Regions from separate parts of the Macaca mulatta genome. Here region 1 is linked to region 2. A link is a contact called in public Hi-C data. All regions are on one chromosome and are shown on one strand. The core of a region is the stretch at or near the end of the contact, and the rest is flanking DNA. Distances in the headings are between cores, read along the strand shown.

Region 1 (6,986 bases), core at 3,352-5,851, 290 kb after region 2:
TTCCTAGGTGTATACCTTAGAAACCTGTGCACATGGGCACCAATGACAGGTATAGGAATGCTCATAGCAGCTTTGTTCACAATTACCCCAAACTTGAAACAACTCAAATATTCGGCAACAATGGAATGGATGATCCGAAAATTGGTGTATTCTCTTTCTGGGGTCTGCGGGAAGACAGGTATCAGAAGATGTGGGAGTCCTATTAAAAAAGGTGCTTAAAGGTGCTTTGGAAATGCAAATTAAGGCATTACAGGGAAGAAATATTCCATCACCCCACTTCTCCCATCCATGCATCATTTACCATTCTGCAACAAAGACTGATCACCACAGTTCACACATCCCTACTTACATAAAATATTTATTTCTTTTTTTCTTTTTTTTGAGACAGAGTCTCGCTCTGTCGCCAGGCTGGAGTGCAGTGGTGCAATCTCGGCTCACTGCAACCTCTGCCTCCCGGGTTCAAGTGATTCTCCTGCCTCAACCTCCCAAGTAGCCGAGACTACAGGTACCCACCATCACGTCCAGCTAATTTTTTGTATTTTTAGTAGAGACAGGGTTTCATCATGTTGGTCAGGATAGTCTTGATCTCTTGACCTCCTGATCTACCCACCTCGGTCTCCCAAAGTGTTGGGATTACAGACGTGAGCCACCGCACTCAGCCACATGAAACCATTTCTTTAATCCCAGCACTTTGGGAGGCCAAGGTGGGTGGATCACCTGAGGTCAGGAGTTTGAGACCAGCCTGGCCAACATGGCGAAACCCCACCTCTACTAAAAATACAAAAATTAGCTGGGCACATGTCTGTAATCCCAGCTACTTGGGAGGCTGAGGCAGGAGAATCACCTGAACCCGGGAGGTGGAGGTTGCAGTGAGCCAAGATCATGCCACTGCACTCCAGCCTAGGCAACAGAGCAAGACTGTCTCAAAAAAAAAAAAAAAAAAAAACACTATTTCCTTTTCTCTCAATACAAATGTAGGCACGAGGGTACACTGTAGAGAACTAGGAGACTGAAAGCCAGATCACTTAGTTACGTCTTTTATTAATTGGTATGTGAAAGTCCATGAGAGCTTCTAAAGCACATTAAAATTATTAAACTTCCTCATCTACTTTCTAATATTCACCCTATTTACCTTTCATTCATGCTATGCCTCACATCTGACAGTTTCCACCCAATCTTCGAAAGCAGTCTGTGAAATAAACACATGCTATAATAGCAATGACATAATATCCACTTTACTCAGAAGCCTAAGTGTGGCTGGTAAGCAAAACTTCCTCTGCCGACCATGTCATGACCATCAGCCATTCCCTAAATTCCTCCTTTAATGTTAAAATCTTCCTCTGTCTCTATATTTTCTTTTCTTTTTCTTTTTTTTGGTAAACTGTCACTTCACCTCCCCAACCTTTAACTCTCAGTAGAAGTTCTCGGGAAAGAAGAAACATGTGCATTATCCTTTCCTTCTTAAAAACATAAAATATTGTCCAAATTCTTTTTGATAAATGTGTAAAGAACTTATGAATAAGAAAAAAACCAGAGTGTTTTATTTCAAGGCTATGCCAAAAAAATCTAGGGTATACAAGTAAGACAGGAAGAATGCACTTTAAAAAAAAAAAAAAAAAAACCTTCTTGGGGCCCCATAGAACTAAGACTGTTCGAACACAACTAATTCCCATTTTCTACTTCCACCTTCCGTCCATATAGGAGGGGTCTTCATATGCTGTATCCTGAATTTCCTTGGTATCTCCAACCCCAAACATACTTGGTTCATTAGTTTTCATTTCGTATTTCCCACATCTGTAATTCTTTATCACTACCCCTTCAGAACTGCTGTCTAATACTCTCTTGAACACATCCCAACACCTTCTACCAATTACAGGGCTTAAACTCCTTCATGGGGCATAGGACACCATTTGTAATCTAACCCATCCTGCGCCTTTGCCTGGTCATCTCCTACCACTCCCTGCACTCTGCCCATAGCAAAGTACTAGCAAATTCAAACCTATGCAAAAAGTCCTATCCCAGGGTATGGTGTATGTCTCTTCCTGGGATACTCTGCTGCCCCACACTCCCTGAAGACTCCAGATCAAGTTTAATATAATAAATCCAGCCTATCACGGGTCGCCCTGGCTCACGCCTGTAATCCATCACTCAGGCAGGCAGAGGTGGGCAAATCACTTGAGGCCAGGATTTCGAGACCAGCCTGGGCAACATAGTGAGACCCTTTTCTCATTTTTATTAAAAAATAATAAATACAGCCTATCAAGCAACTTGTCTCCCAAACTAACACCTTTCTTTGCCCCATCCTCACCCCTGGCACAGTCCACCAAATCACATTCACCCAAAATTACTGTACAGCTCCGCCCACTTTCTTCACACCTGCCACTTTGTCCCACCCCTACCAATCCCTTGTCCCCCGGAGATTTTCTGCTACAGATTTATTCTGCAAGTTCTAAGCAGCCTCTCTCCCTTCCCTTCACATTTAAGTTTGCTCTGCTGTCTTAGCATCATCTTTCAGAAACTCTCCCAAGCATAACCATCCCATCCTTCCACATTTTTAAAAACACTTCATACTCCAAAGCTAGCAAACCTCCTTATTTCAACATGCCGATCCACCCAAATACCTTTCCCATCATTGCAATCGCACCTGCTCCTCACATGCGCCTCAATGCCTCCCCAAACCCAACACTCTCCACCGCTTCAACTCTGCTCCAATCCACCACACCCAAACCCACCTACTCTGCGCCCAGACAACTGCAATCTCGCCTTCGGCATCATCTCACCTGCCCTCACACACCCCTCGGTCCGCCTTCCACTTCTCTCAAATTGCATCCCTCCCTAACTCTCCCTCAGCACCTGTTCTACACCTCCAGCTTCCCCTCCCACCCAACCCTCACTAGTCTTCCTCACACCCTCGCTGGCCCCCACCGCTCCTACCAGTTCACTCCCACTCAGAAATTCCCTCGCAGCCCCCGCCTTCCGACTCCCCGAACCCCGCCCCCACCCGATCCCGCCCCGCCCCCTCCGCCCTCGAGCCCCGCCCCTTGCCCTAGAGGCCCTGCCGAGGGGCGGGGCCTGTCCCTCCTCCCCTTTCCCCCGCCCCCTACCGTCACGCTCAGGGGCAGCCTGACCCCGAGCGGCCCCGCGGTGACCCTCGCGCAGAGGCCTGTGGGAGGGGCGTCGCAAGCCCCTGAATCCCCCCGTCTGTTTCCCCCTCCCGCCCAGTCTCCTCCCCCTGGGAACGCGCGGGGTGGGTGACAGACCTGGCTGCGCGCCACCGCCACCGCGCCTGCCGGGGGCGCTGCCGCTGCCTGAGAAAGAAGCCGCGGCTGCCGCCTGGAGGAGGTGCCGTCGCCTCCGCCACCGCTGCCGCCGCCGCCAGGGGTAGGAGCTAAGCCGCCGCCATTTTGTGTCCCCCTGTTGTTGTCGTTGACATGAATCCGACATGACACTGATTACAGCCCAATGGAGTCTCATTAAACCCGAGCTGCGGCCCCGCCCCGCCGCTGCTCCATTGGAGGAGACCAAAGACACTTAAGGCCACCCGTTGGCCTACGGGTCTGTCCGTCATCCACTCACTAACCACTCTGCAGCCCATTGGGGCAGGTTCCTGCCGGTCATCTCGCTTCCACATAGACACACCCCTCGACCCATCACCCTCCCCCCGGCACCACCCCGGGGGAGGGTCCACTGCCAGTACCAATCAACAGACCGCTGGGTCCGCCTCTTCCGGGCACCTATTGGTCCAGCCTTTTTTCTCTCTCCTAGATACCGCGCCACCTCTACTTCCACCTACCCGCCCCCTCCACCTCTAGGAAAAGATTGGGTCTACTCGCAGCAGGGGAGCTTGGCCTTATTGGCTGCAGACGACGCCAATCAGGAGGCCTTTTCCCTCTCCCCTCCCCCACTCAACCCCAAACCCCCTAGCCCGCAGCTAAAGTTTGTGTGAGAGCTGATCGCTGGCGGCGGCCGCAGGATTTAGGGGTGGGCGCGGGCGGGCGCGCGCGGGCGGGCACGCGAAGTTAAAATTCGAGGTTCTCAGTCGCCAGCTTCTTTGCTGGAGTGCGCGGACGGGCGCGCCGCCCGGAGCGTTCCATCCCGCCCCCTCCTCCACCCTCTCTCCCGTCCCGTCCCGGGCGACTACTCGCCCGCCCCCTGGCTCGCATCCTTCCCCCCCCAACACACCCCTACCCTGCCAGCCCCAGGCCGGGTGCAGGCAGAACGATGTCGCTGCAGCCTCCTCGCCATCCCATGCCGCGGGGGAGCAAGCCCCTACCCACCGGGCGTGCACCCCCCGGCTCCACACTCGCCCGTGTCTGCAAGCACGTGCACCGTTCGCCGCTGCCTCCGGCCACCCCGGTCCCCGGCTAACCTCGCCTGCAGCCCGGCCAATCGCTCGCTGCCCTTTGTTGCTGCAGCCTGGGTCTCCCTGCTGCCTTCCTCAGCCTCCGCCTCGTCCTTTGCCAGCCGCCCGGGTCCGCAGCGCCGCGCTCCCCCCGCCCGGGACCCACCGCCGCCGCCTCCTTCTCCTCCTCCGCCTCCTCCTCCTCGGCTCCGGGCTGCAGCGCACAGAGCCCGAGGCAGCGCCGCCCAGCCCCGCTCCCCCCGCGCCGCCCGCCAGCCCGCCCGGCCTGGCCGGGGGCGCAGCCCGGACCCCGCCCGCCCCAGTCTCCGCCCCGGGGGTACCTGCCTCCGCCCCGGGGGGCTCCTCTCGCCGCCCTCGGGGGTGGGCGGGGACGCTGGTGTCCGCGGGAGGATGGGGACGCCTGGGCCGTTTGGGGCGGGGAGTGTGCCCGCCGGGGCTGGGACTGAGGTGCGGTCCTCGCCAACGCGCCCCCCCTCCCGTCGCTATGGGCCCCAAACTTCGTCCTTTGCCCAGGCTTTGCGCCCTCGGGCGATCGCGGCAGTTTTGGGGTGGGGGACGCCTGAAGAGCTGTGTCTACCCTGATCGGGAGGAAGAGGGAGCAGTGACATTCAGCGACTGCGGACAGGGCACGGCGGCGGCATCCTTGGGTGGGAGTGGGGATGTCAGATGCGGGCTGGAGGGGGAAGCTGCCCCCCAGGATGCCCTCTCCCTGCCTGCGAGTAGCTGACGAGCTCAGCCGCGTTCTGGGTGCTTTCTTGGGCGGTGCAGACGGATGGCAGAGGGGCTGAGGCGGGAGGGGGGCGGGGAAGACCGCTGGGGGGCCCTTCCCCCCTCTCTTTTAGTCAGCGCTCTAAGGAAGGCTGATGGCGAAGTTCGGTTTTCCAGGCTTCCCCTGGGCCCCCCGAGTTCCTGAGGCCCACTTGAGGGAGACTGGGGGCTTCTCTGGCCGCCCAGGCGAGGCCACTCTGACGCTGCCCACATGCCTCCCAGAGCTCTCTGGACTCTGAAGAGAGCGCCCCTGATTCTTTCCGGAGGTGAATGGGATGCTGGCAAGGGAGACTTAAGAAAATAGGAAAGGTGGGCTGAGCAATGGCTCCTAGAGAGTTTGAGCACGAAGTTTCCCTCCCAGGCGCCATTTCTTTGAGAGGGGGAGGAGAACTATGGCTTTGCAAAAGAACCAAGTTTCAGGCATGGTGGCCTGGGTGGAAAACCACCTGTTGCCTGAAGTCTGTCCCTGGAGTCAGGGCCATCTTGGGCCCGGGCATGGCGATGCAGGGTGCCAGGGAGGGGAGGCCCCAGGCTTCCTGCCCTGGTTGACTCCTGCAGCCTCACGCCACTGACACTGCAGTGGCATCTTCACCTCCCCATTAGAAACCACTGTACAACTAGGTGGGTACTTTGTTAGGACAACTTATCTTCGTCCTTATCTCAGACAAAACAAGCAGCACACGCAGCCCTGTCTTCAAATGCAGACCACAACACACACTTCATTTTTTAAAAATGGTCTGCTGCTTTGGGGTGTGAGCTCCCTCTCCTGTGCTTCTTGGCAGCAAGGTGAGAAAGGAACTTAGACAAAGGGCACAGAGTTGGATGAAAGGATAGAGAAAGGGCGAGGGGGAGCAGAAGAGTTGTAATACTACACTGCAAACTGTCACTGGTTCCATTATAAACCGTTTTTATAGGTGTTTTATTACTTGGTTGTTAGTTTTTAAAACACAAACCTCTTTAGATTAAATCTTGGCATTCACAGGCTCAGCCCAGGGAAACAAAACACAGAAAACTCCGGCCATCCGCTTGGCTACTTTTGAGTTACATTACTGATAAAACAAACAGCAGGTTGGGTTTCCTCAGACTCTGTCCCAGCCTCTTTTATTTAGTATCTTCAGTAGCTTGCTCAAGGTGAATTTTTAAAGACCATTAGTTAGTTCGTAATTCAGTCTAGTTCATTTAGGTGTTTCGAAGAGAAGGACACTTAGAAGATGTGCTTTTTTATAATGCAGGTGCTGGGATTTTTATTCTCCAAGAAGTTACTAAATAAACTTAAGAATCCTGGCCCACTCTTTATTTAGGCTTTCTGTTCTTTTTTCTTTTTTTTTCCTTATGATCTGCCCAGATGCACTTTATTTTGTAAATTACATTTGTGACCCTCAGACTGCATTTTATCTCAAGCAATAAAAATAAACCATGCCTTAATTAAAAACAAGTTTGAAAACCCCAAATCTGTACACTCAAACTAAAGTACGTTAAAAGAAGCAGCTAAAGACAATAAAAGCCAAAAAGTTCACGTTTAAGATGCCTTCAGCCAATGAATTGTGGGTGATTTGTGAGCACCCAACACTCATTATCACTAATGTATTATTCTACAAGGATCTCCAGTGCATCAAGAAGTGAAGAGACACCTCAGAGAGAAATGAGTTATGTTTGCCTAAACTTGTGCTCTTGTAACCCCAGGAGCTCAGGAATACAGAAAGGAGAAATGTCTTCATTCAACATCTTGATATGTTTCTTGAGATTCAGTTACTAGCAAGTATAGTTCTGTAACGGGGGTGTGGCAAGGAATTCGTAGCTTTCCCATTGATACTCCCTTCTAGAGTTACTTGTCCTTTGAGAAATCTGGCTCTTC
Region 2 (6,941 bases), core at 1,292-3,791:
CGGCGTCCGAGCCGCCGTCGGAGTCCGGGGCCCTGCCCGCCTCGCCGGAGTGCAGCGCCTCAAGCGGCGGGGGCGGAGCCCGGGGCGGGGAGCCGGAGTGGAGGCGGGGGCGGTGGCGGCTGCGCGCAGGCATCGTCCCGGCCGCCGTCACCGCCGCGCCGGCAGCTGCTCACAGCCGAACCGGAACTGCTTCGGGAGGCGAGGCCCTACCGGCCGGGAACGGGGTTCTACCGGCAGGGGGCGGGGCCCACACTGGAAAAGACGCGAGGCTCCAGATGGGCCCGACTGGAGAACCGAGAAGCTGCCGCGGGGGAGCCAGAGGGCGCATGCGTCATGCCGAGGGCCAAAGCGAGAGTAGGAAGCGGGGCTAGCGGAGCGGGGGCGGGGCCTGTGGAATCAGTAAAAGGGGTTAGGGCCTAGAAGGAGGTAATCCTAATTCCTCTGGAGAGAGCCCCCTCTTCTCCAATAGCCAGCCACCAACGATAATTGTTATAATTTATTGCCCACTTCCTCTTTGACAGCGTCTATGCCAAATGCCATATAAACATCTCATTTAATCCTTGTGCTAAGGCCAGGCGCAGAAGCTCACGCCTGTAATCCCAGCACTTTGGGAGGCTGAGGCGGGTGGATCACCTGAAGTCAGAAGTTCGAGACCAGCCTGGCCAGCATGGTGAAACTTCATCTCTACTAAAAATACAAAAATTAGCCGGGCGTGGTGGCGCATACCTGTAGTCCCAGCTACTCGGGAGGCTGAGGCAGGAGAATCGCTTGAACCCGGGAGGTGGAGGTTGCAATGAGCCGAGATCACGCCGTTGCACTCCAGCCTGGGCGACAAGTGTGAAACTCCATTTCAAAAAAAATAAAAATAAAAATCCTTGTGCTAACTCTGCAAGGGGGATCGTATAGCACAGAAAGGTAAAGAAACACATTGCCTGACATATTGCAAACTGATATTCCAACCCAAATCTCTCTAACATCTGATCCTATATTTTCCTCCACCATGCTGCGCCACCCTGAGGGAAGGTCTCCTCCCAAGCCAGGTCTAGCATAGGCATAAACCAAGTCCAGACCCAACTGTAACCTGGACACGAACCCCTCCTTGGCCTTGCCTCCCCACACAGTGCCGGGCTGACTTCAGTGGTTCTGAATGGGATGGACATGAATGTAGACTGCTTCCATGGGATGCCCTGGTGTGGCCTTTCCCTTCAAACTGGTCTTAAGGCCAAGGACAGCTGGGAACCTCCCCACTGCAGCCCATACCCTTCCCAGCTCCATCAGGGCTGCTGAGAAGTCACATGACAGAGGGCGAGACATCTCATCTCTTGCTGATAGCCAGCTCTGGCAGAAGGACAGGTTGACCTTTCTCAGTTTCTATTTTGGGACCCAAAGCCCTTATAGACAGGGGAATCTCCCTCCCACCCTCAAAATGTTTCTGATGACAGTTGGCCCCTTTGGCTCTCAAAGTCTAGGGCAACACTCACCTCCCTTCTCCCCGTTTGACATACAAGGCCCTCTTCAGCCTTCTCTTCTGAGAAGTCAGCTACGTTCATTACAGGACCATTGTTCAAACCTTCCCCCACTGGCCCGGCATGGTGGCTCACACCTGTAATCCCAGTACTTTGGGAGGCCGAGGCAGGCTGATCACTTGAGGTAGGAGTTCAAGACCAGTCAGACCAACACGGCTGACAAACCCCGTCTCTACTAAAAACACAAAAATTAGTGTGGCATGGTGGTACACGCCTGTAATCCCAGCTACTCAGGAGGCTAAAGCAGGAGAATCACTTGAACCCGGGAGGTGGTGGTGGCAGTGAGCCAAGATGTCACTGTACTCCAGCCTGGGTGACAGAGTGAGACCCTGTCTAAAAAAACAAACATACAAAAAACAAACACTTTCCCCCTTCCCCCATGAATCTTGTGGGCACGCTTTAAAAATGAAGCTCTCCATGTCTCTTATCCGTATTTCTCTGACTCTACAACTCAGAAAACTGTCCCTGACCTCCATAATTCAGAGACTCATCCAACAGACATCCAATCCAGCTCCTACCCAATTTGTGGCCCACCTAGACTACACTTCTTTCAGTTCTATCATTCATCCTTGGAACCAGCCACCTCCTCTGCACCCTGGATCTCTACTTTAACTCAGTCCTCATAACCTAATAGCCTTAGGCAGGGCTCTACATCTACTAATTCCACAGACGTTTCTAAGTACCTACTATGTATCAGACCCAGCACGTCTTTTGTTTCATTTAATCCTCAAATTCTCTGAGGTAGGTGTGATTATCCTTACTTTACAGATGAAGAAACTGAGGTTCAGGGAGGTAGCTGACTTGCAGAGGTCTCTCTGATTCCATGTTCTCACGGAGTTTGGGGGTGGGGGGAGGCTTAGGGAGGAAAAGGTCTTGTCTGCTCCAGAGGCCCCTTTGACTTGCTGAGTCACTTGCTCCTGTCCCACCTGTCCCTGTCAATCTCTGGGAAGGAGAAATGACACTGGAGAGGCAGAGAGGAGTGACCGCAGAGGCAGAGGGGTGGGCGGGCTGGCCCATGGCTGAGACCTTGCTCCCAGAGCTGGTGGGAGAGGACAAAGCCACGCCTTGCCCCAGCATCCTGGAGCTGGAGGAGCTCCTGAGGGCGGGGAAGTCTTCTTGCAGCCGCGTGGATGAAGTTTGGCCCAACCTTTTCATAGGAGATGCGTGAGTGATAGCTGGCCAAGGGTCATGGGGGTGGGGACAAGGAGAGGCAGTTCTTGGTGGCTTTACCAGACACAGGAGGGTAGAAACAAGGAGAAATAGCTCTGCTCTGACCATCCCAGGCCAGGGACCTTCTCCAGGACCCCAGGCTGCCAAGGACAGTGCAGTGACCAGGTATGGCCACGAGGGGGAGCAGGGACTTCGCCTGCCTGAAAGCAGGGAGTCTCCCAGGAGTCCTGGGAAACATTTCCAGGACAACTGGCAAGTGTAGAGGTACAGGCCTGGGAAATAGTATTTGCAGCATGAGATGAGGTAGACAGAGAGCCCCCTATTTCTGGACCCAGCCTCCCTCCTCTGGATACAGATGGTGGAGAAGCCTGACTGAAGGTGAATCAGAGAAGGTGTTGCCTCTCAACATTTGTAGGCTAGAAGCAGGTATTAGGTGGTAGCCGGTAGAGGACGGATGTGCGTGGGAGGACATGAGGCAAGAAGGGAGGGGCAGCCAGGTTCTAGGGCTGAAGCAATCCCTTCCTTCCTGTCCTGGCCAAGGCAGGAGCAGAGGCCTTGAGGAAGCAGAGAGGGTCTAAAGATCCCCCAACACACGCATACCACCAGTTCTGCCACCAGAAAGTGTGGGGCTCTGGGTATGGGGCTGTGGAGTCAGACCCCACTTGGAGCTTGCTGGGGTTGGATTCTCTTTGGACCCTGATGGCTCGGTCCCTCTGCAGCAGGGGGCCAGGCAAAGCCTCCCTCCTGGTCCCATGGCTTGGCTGTTATCCAGTGCCCTTTCTGCCCTCCCCAGGGCCACAGCAAACAACCGCTTTGAGCTGTGGAAGCTGGGCATCACCCACGTGCTGAACGCCGCCCACGGGGGCCTCTACTGTCAGGGCGGCCCTGACTTCTACGGCAGCAGTGTGAGCTACCTGGGGGTGCCAGCCCACGACCTCCCTGATTTTGACATCAGTGCCTACTTCTCCTCCGCGGCTGACTTCATCCACCGTGCCCTCAACACGCCTGGGGGTAGGACTTGGGGTCCAAGCCCGTATCCCATCTTGCTCATTCCTGGGGAGGATGCCTCATTTCTTCTCAGTCATCAGTGCCCTCCCATCCCTGGTTTTTAAAAATCCTCTGCTTAGGCCGGACACAGTGGCTTATGCTTGTAATCCTAGCACTTTGGGAGGCCAAGGTGGGTGGATCATCTGAGGTCAGGAGTTCAAGACCAGCCTGGCCAACACGGTGAAACCTCATCTCTACTAAAAATACAAATATTAGCCGGGCATGGTGGCACACACCTATAATCTCAACTACTCGGGAGACTGAGGCAGGAGAATTGCTTGAACACGGGGCAGGGGGAGGTTGCAGTGAGCCGATATCATGCCACTTCACTCTAGCCTGGGCAAAAGGGTGAAATCCATCTGCCCTCCCACCCTGAAAAAAAGTTCTTTGCTTAGTGCTCCAGCATTTTATCAAACCCTATTCCTTCCCAGATGGGGAAACTGAGGCCTGGAATACAAGGCCATGCCATGAGTTAGGAGCAACCCTAAGGCTGAAAGCCATTTCTCCCAAACAGCAGAATAGCTCTTTCTCTGCAACACTCAGCTTTGGGAAAGCACCATTTGGTACCTAGATGTCTGCCCCAAAGTACTTCTTTTATTCCTTTTTTTTTTCTGAGACAGAGTCTCAGTGCTACCCAGGCTGGAGTGCAGTGGCACGATCTTGGCCCCTCCATCTCCTGGGTTCAACCTCTGCCTCCCGGCTTCAAGCAATTCTCGTGCCTCAGCCTCCCAAGTAGCTGGGACTACAGGCATCTGCCATCACACCCAGCTAATTTTTGTATTTTAGCAGAGACAGGGTTTCACCATGTTAGCGAGGCTGGTCTTGAACTCCTGACCTCAAGTGATCTGTCTGCCTCGGCCTCCCAAAGTGCTGGGATTACAGGCATGAGCCACCGCACCCGCCCCTCAAAGTACTTTTAACTAGAAAGAAATGTATCTCAAATACTCAGGATACAGCATAGGAGTCCAGGGAGGCTGGTGTCCTGGCTTTGTGGCCATCCTAGAAGACAGCTGTGTCCCTCACTATGTGACCCTGAGCAAGCCAGTGTCCCTCTCTGGACTTCAGTTTCCTCATCTATGTGACAAGAATGACAAGATTACAGCTCACATGACTTTTTAGTATCCAAAGCACTTTGACATTCTTTTGTTCTTTGTCCATTCATTCACCAGCTATTTACTGAGTATCCACTATGTGCCTGGCACTGAGCTAAATAAATACTGGGAATACAGACTTTAAGAAGCAGGGTCCTTGCCCTCTTGGAACTGGTGGAAAGACAGCCAAATTGTGAATAGTATAGTCAGAGCTACGCATAAGAGTGGGCCAGTGTGGAGGGCTCTGGGAGCACACAGCGGGGGTGCTGAGCCTAGAGGATCAGTAAGATGGGGGGACTTCCCTCTACAAAAGTATTCATGGGTCATATGCAAAAAAGATGAGCTGCTCTGTGATTCAAGCAATACTTTGAGCGGTCAAGAAAGCCTGTGGAGGAAGCCATGTCTCAGCCGAAACCTGGTGGATGAGTAGTAGAAGTTAGTCAGACTGAGACCAGGGGAAACAATTTGCAGGTATTTGGAATAGCATGTGGTTAAGGCTGGAGGTCAGAAAACATGGCAGCCTCAAGGAACTGCAAGTTCCTCCATTTTTCCTCGAGCTGAAGGTGGGGGAGGGACAGTCTAAGATGAGGCAACAGGGGCCAGCTCTTGAAGGGTCTTAACAAGCTATGTTAAAAAGGTTAGGAGGCCAGGAGAGGTGGCTCACACCTGTAATCCCAGCACTTTGGGAGGCCAAGGTGGGAGAATCACTTAAGTTCAGGTGTTCAAGACCAGCCTGGGCAACATAGTGAGACCTTGTCTCTACAAAAAAAAAAAAAAAAAAAAAAAGGCTGGGCGCAGTGGCTCAAGCCTGTAATCCCAGCACTTTGGGAGGCCAAGACGGGCGGATCACGAGATCAGGAGATCGAGACCATCCTGGCTAACGCGGTGAAACCCTGTGTCTACTAAAATATACAAAAAAATTAGCCAGGCCTGGTGGCAGGTGCCTGTAGTCGCAGCTATTCGGGAGGCTGAGGCAGGAGAATGGCGTGAACCCGGGAGGCGGAGCTTGCAGTGAGTTGAGATCGCGCCACTGCACTCCAGCCTGGGCGACAGAGTGAGACTCCGTCTCAAAAAAAAAATAAAAATAAAAATAAAAAATAAATAAAAATAAAAAATAAATTTTTTTTTTTTTTTTTTTTTTTTGAGACGGAGTCTCGCTCTGTCACCCAGGCTGGAGTGCAGTGGCCGGATCTCAGCTCACTGCAAGCTCCGCCTCCCGGGTTCACGCCATTCTCCTGCCTCAGCCTCCCGAGTAGCTGGGACTACAGGCGCCTGCCACCTCGCCCGGCTAAGTTTTTGTATTTTTAGTAGAGACGGGGTTTCACTGTGTTAGCCAGGATGGTCTCGATCTCCTGACCTCGTGATCCGCCCGTCTCGGCCTCCCAAAGTGCTGGGATTACAGGCTTGAGCCACCTCGCCCGGCAAAAATAAATTTATTTATTTATTTATTTATTTATTTATTTATTTATTTATTTATTTTTTTGAGACGGAGTCTCGCTCTGTTGCCCAGGCTGGAGTGCAGTGGCCAGATCTCAGCTCACTGCAAGCTCCGCCTCCCGGGTTTACGCCATTCTCCTGCCTCAGCCTCCCGAGTAGCTGGGACTACAGGCGCCCACCAACTCACCCGGCTAGTTTTTTGTATTTTTAGTAGAGACGGGGTTTCACCATGTTAGCCAGGATGGTCTCGATTTCCTGACCTTGTGATCCGCCCGTCTTGGCCTCCCAAAGTGCTGGGATTACAGGCTTGAGCCACCGCGCCCGGCCTCTAAAAAATAAATTTAAAAGAAAGGAAAGAAAGAAAAGAAAAAAAAATTCGGACCCTATCCCAAAGGCAGGCAGAACAGGTATTGATCTACCCATTTTACCGATCAGGAAACTGAGGTTCATAAAGGCTGAGTGACTTGCTCAGGATCACAAAGTATACCCAAGGCAGGGTAGGAAAGGAACTTGGGTTCCCATCCCAGCCCGTGGGTGGGCCGGCTGGTGGGAAAGGGTTTTTCACCAGGATGTCTTCCTCAGCCAAGGTCCTGGTGCACTGTGTGGTGGGCGTGAGCCGCTCCGCCACGCTAGTCCTGGCCTACCTCATGCTGCACCAGCGGCTGTCCCT

Evidence for each region. Hi-C and Micro-C count contacts between places; a contact is called where the count stands out from the background.
Region 1: a contact with region 2 is called in a Hi-C map of fetal cortical plate, with 1.8 times the contacts expected there. The contact joins the promoter of KAT6B here to the promoter of DUSP13A in region 2. A contact is called at or near these places in 3 of 14 Hi-C or Micro-C datasets (blood, fetal cortex germinal zone and fetal cortical plate).

The regions. Positions count from the first base shown.
Region 1 is chr9:74,781,401-74,788,386 of T2T-MMU8v2.0, forward strand. KAT6B (lysine acetyltransferase 6B) reads right to left here and starts at 4,602. Exons shown (of 17, transcript XM_077946539.1): 1 at 4,370-4,602.
Region 2 is chr9:74,498,452-74,505,392 of T2T-MMU8v2.0, forward strand. It overlaps DUSP13A (dual specificity phosphatase 13A), which reads left to right and starts at 2,542. Exons shown (of 3, transcript NM_001418213.1): 1 at 2,542-2,690; 2 at 3,490-3,707; 3 at 6,854-6,941. The coding sequence starts at 2,542. SAMD8 (sterile alpha motif domain containing 8) reads right to left here and starts at 2,433. Exons shown (of 6, transcript XM_077946531.1): 1 at 2,288-2,433. LOC144331132 (a long non-coding RNA gene) reads left to right here and starts at 128. Exons shown (of 2, transcript XR_013398069.1): 1 at 128-354; 2 at 571-884.